Regions from separate parts of the Danio rerio genome. Here region 1 is linked to region 2. A link is a contact called in public HiCAR-type data. All regions are on one chromosome and are shown on one strand. Each heading gives the region's core, a stretch centred on a gene start, on an enhancer-like site or on the middle of the called end of the contact. The rest is flanking DNA. Distances are from core to core; before and after follow the strand shown.

Region 1 (5,324 bases), core at 1,284-3,783, 180 kb after region 2:
AATTTTATAGTGAACACAAGCAGTTAACTTGTGCAATAGAAATATTCATTCTTGTCCAGTGTGGGTTTTTCTTTTTTCAAAAAGTTTTGAGCGATTTAAATTTCGTTAAACTTGTTAAAATAGAGTTTTATGTATTTTAAAAGCCCTCAGACAAGCACTTTTCTTGTTCTGTATATATTTCTTTTCAGAATCTGAAACAATGGCTATGTTTCCATCCAAAGAGGTGAATTAAATTTATATGCAAAACAAGAATATCGTATAAAAGATATGCAAATAAAGCAACATTTACGTCCAGTGAGTCAAAGAAAACAAAATCATCCCTTTCTGATTAACTGGTGCCAAATATCAGCAGTAAAAATGGAATTTGCTTCTGTATGAGAAGCTGCGGGAATCTTTTTTCATTTAATAAATGACTTGCTTCTCAGAAGACAAATGCCAACATACAATAAACGCATGGTGGTGTTTGAAGGTTTGAGACGTGGAGCACAAACATTATTGATTCTGGAGGTGATTAATAATATAATAACACTAATTCTGAAAGCTTTAAGACGTTTCAGATTGACCAAAACAACATTTCAGTTATTTTACAATGTGCTCAGCCTGCTGGTTTGTCCATTCACACTCATTTTTACCATCACATGATCTCTTATAACAAAATCACATAAGCTTTTTAATGCACATACTGCAATTTGTTCAATTTGTTCATACTGCAATTTGTTCACCATTACATGATCTCTTATAACAAAATCACATAACCTTTTTAATGCACATACTGCAATTTGTTCGGTTAAAGTGTTTCCATTGTAGTTTATGCACATTTTTTAATGGAATAAAATGTCTATACTACTCAGTTATGCGCTTACATTTTTATGCCCATTTTCAAAACCCATGCGCATCTTGCCATTTCTATCATATAAAATGCACATATAAATAGGTGGATGAAAACATAGACAATAGCTGGATTCTGTGCTAATACTGTACCTTGTGGAGAAAGTAAGTAGTCTAAAAACAGTTCAAAGTGCAAGTGCACATAACTCCTCTGGTTTTCACTGACCCGCTAGGAGCAGTATTTTAAACCCAACTTGGAAGCCAGAGTTACACTCTAAACATGTATGCTAAAGACAACGGACTCTTAGAATGTTTACTTGCACTGCTCTCAGCTGGCCTCTGTTTCACTCACCCCCTTAAACATCACCCCCATCCAGGTCATGGCACCAATGTCCGGTTGTGCTCAACACTCTCTGAGCTGGACTCTGGCAAATCTCCCATGGGAGGAGAGCACACTAACAAGGACACTAAAGATTGCAACCTCTCGCATCTGTCACTAGTGTGTATCTTGGACAGTTTACTCGCATATTTCTCATTAGATGGCCTGCATTACACTAACCCACTTTAACCTCACCATCGTCCTGGTCATGGCACCAATGTAATCCCTCTGGTTTAACTTGACCTGAACTCAAACCTGCCGATTCTCCCTTGAGAAGTGAGTGCCCTAACAAGGACACTAAAGGGTGCAACCTCTAGCATCTGTCACCAGTGCATATCTTGAACAGTTTGCTCACATAACTCTCACTAATTGACCTGTATTACACTAACCCACTAGTCCACACTAACCCACTTAAACAACACCAATGTAATCCCTTCAGTTCTTCACAACCCACTCTGAGCTAATCTCAAACCTGGCAATTCTCTCATGGGAGGCGAACACACTAACAAGTACACTAAAAACTGCAGCCTCCAGCATCTGTCACTAGTGCATGTCTTGAACAGTTTGCCTCCAAGAGAACTCTCACAAGTTGACCTGTACTACACTAACCCACATAAACCTCTCTTTCATCCGGGTCACGGCACCAATATAATCCCTCTGGTTCTGCACAACTCACTCTGAGCTGATCTCAAACCTAGTGATTCTGCCATCGGAGGGTTTCTAACAAGGCATGTCTCAAAATAGGCAATCTTTGAGGAGAGCCATGTAAATAATGTCAATTAACATGGCTAATTTTAATTAGTTATTGCACCAGTATGACCCAGCATGAAGCTACATAGCCTTCAGCAGCTCTGCAAAATGCATTTCAACAATAATTACAGCACTGTAATGCAGAAGTTTTGTTATGAAGGCCATAGCATCATCATATTTCTACATATGCAATGCTAAGGGCATTTTAATAAACAGCACAGCACATATACCACAAAAATAAAGCACACCCAGAGATTTCCAGTAAAGCGCTTTGTTCTGTTGTTTTATTAGGATGTCAGATAAAGCGATGAACATCAATAATTTATTATTTAGGAAAGAATGAGCGTAAGATATTATGCGTGCCACATTGCATGCCTATTATGTATGTTTTTTATGAAAACCAGGCCTAAGAAAACACTGACCATGACCATTTTCTCCCTCTCTCTCTCTCTCGGTTAGGCTTACCAAAACACTTCTCATTGATCGCCCTGTAAATTTATTAGCCATTGTGACAGCTTCCTGCCAGGTTCAGCAGGCGATCAGGGGAAACACGCAAGTGGTCAGATAAAGCGAGGGCACACAATGCCTATTGTGTCCTAATTGCGGGTCAAACTATTACCCGAATGGAATGTTTTCCAGGTATGCATGTACGTTTGCGTCTATGAATGTCCATGTTTGGTTATGCATGTACCTCCTGCTGAAGAATGAAGATTGTCGCTAGAAAGCCTTTAAAAATTCCAACCGCAAGGTCAGAAAAACAAGAGAGCACGGACAAGAAGAACAAAGGAAGTGGATTCTGGCCAAAGGCAAACAAACGGGCGACAATGGCTTTAAATGAATTACCTTGACCTTCTGCGGTCAATAGCACTCCGAGTTTAAGTTCAGCATTTTGAGGAAAGTATTTGAAAGGGTGTGCTCTCGCTGGACTTCTGGTTACAGAAATGAAAAACAATAATATCTGTCCTTCTGATACTGCCAAACGGCACCATTACAAGAATATCTCGACATCTATTATGCGTAATTTTAAACCCTGGGAATGAGCTTTAAGTAGAGTTCATTCAGATCTATTTGTATAAGTGTTGACAAACTTTCTGTGCAACTGTAGCAAGTGTCTCAGTTGATGTTCGGAGGTCAGCATTTAAGTGTCTGCATTATTTTTATAGATCTATTTAATGGTTTATACGACACATATCTGAGGGGTTGTTGGCTTAATGTGTGTCAGAGCTTGTTTAAGTAAATGAAACTAAGTTTAACTGGATATTTTAAAAACAGACATAGAATACACAGATGAACACATTGTGGCAAAAATAGGACTGGCCTTTGGTTTTCCAGCCCATAACCTAAAAGGATACATTTTATGCCTCTTTTTACAACATAAGTCTCTGATGTCCCTAGATTGAGTATGTGAAGTTTCAGCTCAAAATACTGCACAAATATTTTTTAGAACTCTTTGAATTTGCTCCTTGTAGGCTTTGATCCAAATTGAGTCATTTAAAATTGAAATAAGGGGGAAAATGTAGCTAATCACTATCAGGTTTTTTGAGATGGACAGAAATTAACCCCACACTGGAAAGAGATTGAAATACATTTAGATGCCATTTTTGAAGTAGAGATTGCCTACACCTGTGAATCCAAATATTTAGGTATTATAAATTTAGATGGTTGGATTATTAAAGAATTGTAACTTTTAAATTTAATGCCATGTGTCTATATACAGTTGAAGTCAGAATTATTAGCCCCCCTGGCTTATTAGCACCCCTGTTTATTTTTTTCCCCAATTTCTGTTTTATGAAGGGAAGAATGTTTCAGCACATTTCTAAGCATAATAGTTTTAGAAACCTATTTCTAATAACTAATTTTTTTTTTATCTTTGTCATGCTGACAGTAAATAATATTTTACTTGATATTTTTCAAGATACTTCTGTACAGCTTAAAGTGACATTTAAAGGCTTTATTAGGTTAATAAGGTGAACTAGGCAGGTTAGGGTAATTAGGCAAGTTATTGTATAATGATGGTTTGTTCTGTAGACTATCGGGGGAAAAATAGCTTAAAGGGGCTAATAATTTTGTCCCAAAATTGTTTTTTAAAAAATTTAAAACTGCTTTTATTCTAGCCGAAATAAAACAAATAAGACTTTCTCCAGAACTAAAAATATTATCAGACATACTGTGAAAATTTCCTTGCTCTGTTAAACATCATTTGGGAAATATTAAGAAAAGAAAAAAAAATCAAAAGGGGGCTAATATTTCTGACTTCAACTGTATATATATATATATATATATATATATATATATATATATATATATATATATATATATATATATATATATATATATATATCTTTTCTTCTTTAAAGGCAATTTATAGTTGCTTTTGTTGTTGTTGAAGGGAAGAAAATACAAAGCATGTGCAAGATCTGTAAGTCTCTTTCTGTACGAGAGATTATGATAAGATATATATTTATTTTCTTTTGGAAACTCTTTTTTTTTATTCAAATGAGATTATGCTTTTAAAAAGAGGGTGGAGCTACAAATGCCTATGCATCAGCATAGTGACAGATTCAAAAAAGGACCAACGTCATCTCTGTGAAAAACTGAAAATATGGAGAATACAGTGTGCATTTGTGCATCCTAATATATTTATAATCTATAATGACTCCTAGTTGCTGACATTATCTTCAGCATGTATGGCATGTTGACTGCTACAACTGTCCTGGAATCTGGTTAGATGGTAAACTGACATTTGAAAACCAGGATTGGTTTTGTTTACAGAAACAAATCTTCTTTTACACACTCTTCAAAGCAGCATTTGGTCAAATTAACAGTATTATTATTACCAATTTTGGATTATGGGAATTTAGTTTAGATCATCTTTAAAAACTCTCCTTCACAAACTGGATGTTATTCTCCATGCAGCAATTCGTTTTGTTACTGATGCGCCATTTAATACTTATCACTGTCAACTGTATTCTTTGTTGAATTTCTGTTAATTTGCAAAAGTCTTATTGGGAAAACTCCACTATGTTTATTGACACTTTTTAAAGGGTCACAAAAACCCCTAAACATATTTTTTTAGATGTTGACAGACATATATACTGTTGAAGTCAGAATTATTAGCCCCCTGTTTATTTTTCCCCCAATTTCTGTTTAACAGAGATATTTCAACATATCAACACATTTCTAATCATAATAGTTTTTATAACTCATTTCTAATAACTGATTTATTTTATCCTTGTCATGATGACAGTAAATAATAAAATAGACTAGATATTTTTTTAAGACACTTCTATACATATAAAAATTCAGTCCCGTTAATAGTACAAGATCACTGTGCTTGTTTGTAGTTTTCCCTTGGTTCTATTTGTTA
Region 2 (5,127 bases), core at 1,699-4,198:
ACTTAGCTAACGTTACAAATCCATATTTATCAAACGGCTGTAAACGCACACACACACATACACATACACGCACTCTTGGCCAGCACCTGCGTCTATCTGTGGGAGACGGCAGAGTTTCTCTCTATAGGCAGCTTTGCTATGCGTTTTACAACTCGGACAATAAAGTCGCAAAAGATATGTGAACGATTCATGTTACTTACACAGGCATATTCCCCATATGCATGAAAGACGTCCTGTAACGCATTGATTTAAAAAAAATACAGCAATGATTTCCCAACTGGAGTGTAACATCAAAAACAAATCAATCCAGGCTCACAAAGGTCTCATCTCACATCTTGTGCTTTATTCTGTCACCACAGAAAATAACTTAATCCGAGCATGAGAGAAAAAGAACAATAAAAATCTCTCCCGCGCACATGCGCTTCTCGTGTTACAAATACTTCATCGTATACACGCATAAACACACTAAAAGGCACAGAAACAGTTAAAGGAGCCGCATCCCATTTTCACTCGTTACAGACACGTGTTGACTGACTGACTGTTTACACAAAACGCGCGTGCTTGTCAGGGCGTGACGTGAAGCCGATCGGCGTATCACAGCATATTATGATGATGACCAATCAGAGTCACTTGAGGGTGGGCCTTTTAGAGGAACTAGGAAATATGACAGTCGTTTTCATGTTAGCTGAGTAGCTGTGTATAATCAAAGTGAGATTTATGAAAAAATAACACGATTTCCTTCAAGTTAAACATGAGCACACATTGCTTTGCATCTTATTAACACAACCAAGCCTTAAAAATAACATTCTGGACCACCCCTTTAAAATTCAGCCGCAAGATGGCGCCAAACCATCATGAACGGCAACTTGACACATGTGCAGTGCTCAACATATAAAAGTACACCCCTCACAAATCTATCTTTTAAATTCATATTTAATAGGAAGCTATGCAATATTATATTTGTGTATATACATTAGATTAATCAGTTCTGAAGCCAATTCTGGAGCTAATCTAACAAAATAACTTATGATAACGGTCCAAAATCTAGTGCACCCAAATTTAAATGTTATAGAAAAATATTAAATACATTTTTTTTAAAAGAGGAAAAATCAAAAGAAGGGAAAAAATGTAAAATTTGGTTGAAATTTTGTAGGTTGTAATTTTTTTTGTTGCAATATTTTGTTTTGAATTTAATTGTATTCTTTCAATTTCTAAATATGTTTGGTGACTAAAATATTATTTTAATAAATATATCTGTTCAATAAATCTTCTTTTGTTTAAATGCACCAAAATACATAGTCTAAATTCACAAAGAAATGGAGAAAAATATTCATTTTCAAAATGGCCTGTACTCAATTATGTACATGAATAGGTCTGCATTCACTAATAGTAAGGATAATTTGTAGTATATGGATGAGCATGCTATTGGTTTATTCTGTTGAAATCATGGAGTAACATGCAAGTCATCATTCTTTCAGTCAGATAGCAAATAGGTGCTTCATATTTAAAATTAGGCAGTATAACTGCTTTAAAATGTCTACATCCAGTTTACCTAGCCATTCTTTTTCCATCATTCAGAAACCTCTCAGATGGACACCTCGTAACGAGTGGAGCTGTGAATAAGCATGTCCAGTCATTGCTCCTGTGAAGACCTTTCTCTTATGACCTCTCCTAGTGCTGAGCCACCTCTCAAGTGTTCAGGCAATTCAGTGTTCATGCACTCAAATCCTCATCTTCAAGTCCTTTTTTTTTTTTTTTTTTTTTTTTTGCTATTGCTAGATTTTATATGTTTTGCAATGAATAAAAATAATTTCTTCTTGTTTGGTTGTATAACATGGCAACTTAAAGGATGAAATAAAAGATATTTGACCATGAACATGACGAGACTCTTATTAGTCATTCTCATGACCCTCAAGCCACTGATTGTCAAAATGAAATAATAAAAAATCTTTGGCAATAGTCATGAATCAAGCCTAATGTTAAAGTAGGCAGACTTATATTTTATTATTTATATACTATTTCAGTAATTAGTAATATTTTGGATTATGAATAATATCGAATTAGAACGGGCTATATGCATAACTAGTGTTTTTCAGCCAGTGTTGAACTCTTTTGGTAAAAGCTTAATGTGAATTTTTTAATTAATAGGTTTCCGTTTACAGCATCGAGGTTGGTGTTCTCCCCATATTGTTGTGGATTTCCTCTGGGTGTGGATTTCCTCTGGGTTCTTTGTTTTCCCCCACAGTCCAAAGACATGTGAATTGGATAAATTAAATTGTTTGTAGTGTATGTGTATGAAGGTAGATGTGTATAGGTTTCCCAGTAATGGTTTGTAGCTGAAGGGCATCTGCTGTGTAAAACAAATGCTGTATAAATTGGTGGTTCATTCTGCTGTGGCAGCCCATGATGGATAAACGGACTAAGCCGAAGGAAAATGAATGAATTAGCTGGGTTTTTCAATTGTTTTTTTTTATATTGAAAAATATATAGATATATATCAATATTTAATATATTGAATGATGAAAACTGGTAACCATTTACTTCCATAGAAGGAAAACTAAAAACTACAGAAGTCAAAAATTCCAAAACATTTTTCAAATAGCTCAAAATTATGCTTTTGAACTAAGAGCAGGGGCCACCAAATTTGTTCCTGGAGGTCCGGTGTCCTGCAGATTTTAGCTCCAACCCTAATCAAACACACCTGAACCAACTAATCAAGGTCTAACTAGGTATACTCGAAACACCTAAGCAGGTGTGTTGAGGCAAGTTGGAGCTAAACCCTGCAGGGCACCTGACCTCCAGGAACGAGGTTGGTGACCTCTGTTATAGAGGGTGAGTAAATGACAGAATTTTTTTTTACATTTTGGGTGAACTATCCCTTTAATATTTATTACTCTGAGCAATAATAATGACCATGACCCAAGGCTAGGTGGCACTATTTAATCAATATTAAATTCTCTACTCGGTAACCTGCCAGTGGAGTGGACATCACTTTATCCTTCACCAAGAGTATCAGTGTACCAGAAAGTTTCTTCATTTTTTTTTTACTTGTTTGAGAACTCTGATGTTTGTCAATATTTTACCAGTGTCCACACGTGCTATAATAGTTTACAAGGATTGTATGTACTTAACAAAACCAGGGCGAGATTTAGAAACCCAAAAGATGATGTGCGGTCTTTGCTAACCAAACAGAAGACAGGCCAATTCATTCACGTGCAATGAGTATATGGATATAGATGGACAGTGGAGCGTTTCTTTTGGGTAATCTTAGCAGAACGGCCTCACGCAGTCGTCATCATGTCTGAGGTTACAAAGCAACGTTTTCCGTACGTCGCATGACTGAACACAGCCTTCCATTTACAGGTTGTCTGCTGCCTGTTAAAAAAGAACCATTACTAACAAAACAGCAGACCGCTTTAAAATGGAGGAAAGGACATAAGATATAATCCTTAGAGACACATTGAGTAGACGCCGCTGGCTGGCTCTCAAAAGAGCCTCGGATGAAAATGGGCAGCTAGATGAAATCAAAGGTATATAAATTGAAAAGGTCTGTGAGAGCTGAGTGCGCATTCTCTATTTCTTTGCAGAGTCCCAGAGATAAGGCCGTAATTCAAAACCACCTATTAACATGTCAGGATAAATGGCAGCGAGGGAAGGAAAAGCGTTGGAAAGCTCTGCTAAATCCAGGCCCAGTTACTTCGGCGCGATGCCTCAAAGTTATGACATCCGCTACCATTAAGGGGATACTGGACTGTTTCTTAAGACAAATGAACTGGAGGAATTTTTTTAGCGTGATTATTTTAGGTCGCAGACTGGCCAGGGGGAGGGGGGGGACATTATTTTTTCTGCTTTCTTAGGTTGACTAATCTTAAGATCATAACCCATTTATTTTCCTCTTTGTAGACTTTCTGACTAGTGCACTGATAAAAATCCCCTGTAAGGGAGCGATATTGAAATATAAATCACTTTCATGAGAGATTAAGGGTGAAAAGAGCCTCGCTGCTCCCTCTTACCTGAGATGTTTGTGATGTTTCATAACTCTCCTCATCTCTCCTTTTCACTCGAGAGGATTAATCTGTCATCTGTATCCCATCTGTGGGCAGCTCTCCCAACATCCTCTGCTTCAGCATCACCGAAGCATCTGCTGCAATCCTGAAATGAATGTCACTGGAGTATGCAAAAAGAAAGAAAGTATTTAAAAAGACTGGAGATTTCAATCTTAGAGTGTCATCAATAAGGTTTAGCTGTCTCTGTGAGGATTTATATGCATTATAAAGTTCATAAGTCAAATGGAATAGTTAAATGTTTTTGTGCAAGTGCTGTAGTTATTTGATCAAACGTGCAGTTCTTATTATAAATAGGCTACTTATATATTATGAAGTTATGTATAAAATCTATTAAAAATGTTTTTACTTGTTTTCAATGTCACGTGATCTTGCAGAAATCATTATAATATGCTGATCTACTGGGATTTACATGCACAACTATCTCTAGGGTTTACATAAATGGTCCAAAAAAGAGAAAATCTCCTGTGAGCGGCAGTTCTGTGGGCACAAATACCTTGTTGATGCCAGAGGTCATGGTGTGGTGTTCAATGGTCATGGTGTGTAGGGATGTGGGGGGGGGGGGTATTTTCCTGGCACACTTTGTGCCTATTAGTACCAATTGAGCATTGTGTCAACGACACAGCCAACCTGAGTATTGTTGCTGACCATGTCCATCCCTTTATGGTGACCACAGTGTACCCATCTTCTGATGGCAACTTCCAATGCACCATGCCATAAAGCATGAATAATCTCAGAGTGGTTTCTTGAACATGACAATGAATTCATTGTACTCAAATGCCCTCCACAGTCACCAGACTCAATCCAATACAGCACATTTGGGATGTGGTGGAACGGGAGATTGGTATCATGGATGTGCAGACAACAAATCTGCCGCAACTGCGTGATGCTATCATGTCAATATGGATCAAAATCTCTAAAAATATATATTTCCAGTACCTTGTTGAATCTATGCCACGTAGGATTAAGGTAGTTCTGAAGGCAAAAGGGAGTCCAACCCAGTACTAGTAAGTTGTCCCTAATAAAGTGGCCGAACAAAACTGTTAAATTTACATCAAATGTT

The links. HiCAR-type assays count read pairs that join an accessible place to other places.
Region 1: a contact with region 2 is called in a HiCAR-type map of caudal fin, with 10 times the contacts expected there. The contact joins two enhancer-like sites. A contact is called at or near these places in 7 of 18 Hi-C or Micro-C datasets (caudal fin, embryo, hematopoietic stem cells and 2 more) and 1 of 4 datasets of contacts at active chromatin or transcription factors (caudal fin).

The regions. Positions count from the first base shown.
Region 1 is chr5:31,568,933-31,574,256 of GRCz12tu, forward strand. It overlaps a transcript of ube2g1a not described here. Among named protein-coding and RNA genes, the nearest start is that of spns2, 30 kb to the left of the region's middle. Within about 2 kb of position 2,534, at least 5 of the 62 cell types and tissues checked have an H3K27ac peak or open chromatin away from gene starts, as enhancers often do.
Region 2 is chr5:31,386,408-31,391,534 of GRCz12tu, forward strand. ruvbl2 (RuvB-like AAA ATPase 2) reads left to right here. Exons shown (of 15, transcript NM_174860.2): 15 at 1,579-1,873. The coding sequence ends at 1,604. Among named protein-coding and RNA genes, the nearest start is that of ruvbl2, 12 kb to the left of the region's middle. Within about 2 kb of position 2,949, at least 8 of the 62 cell types and tissues checked have an H3K27ac peak or open chromatin away from gene starts, as enhancers often do.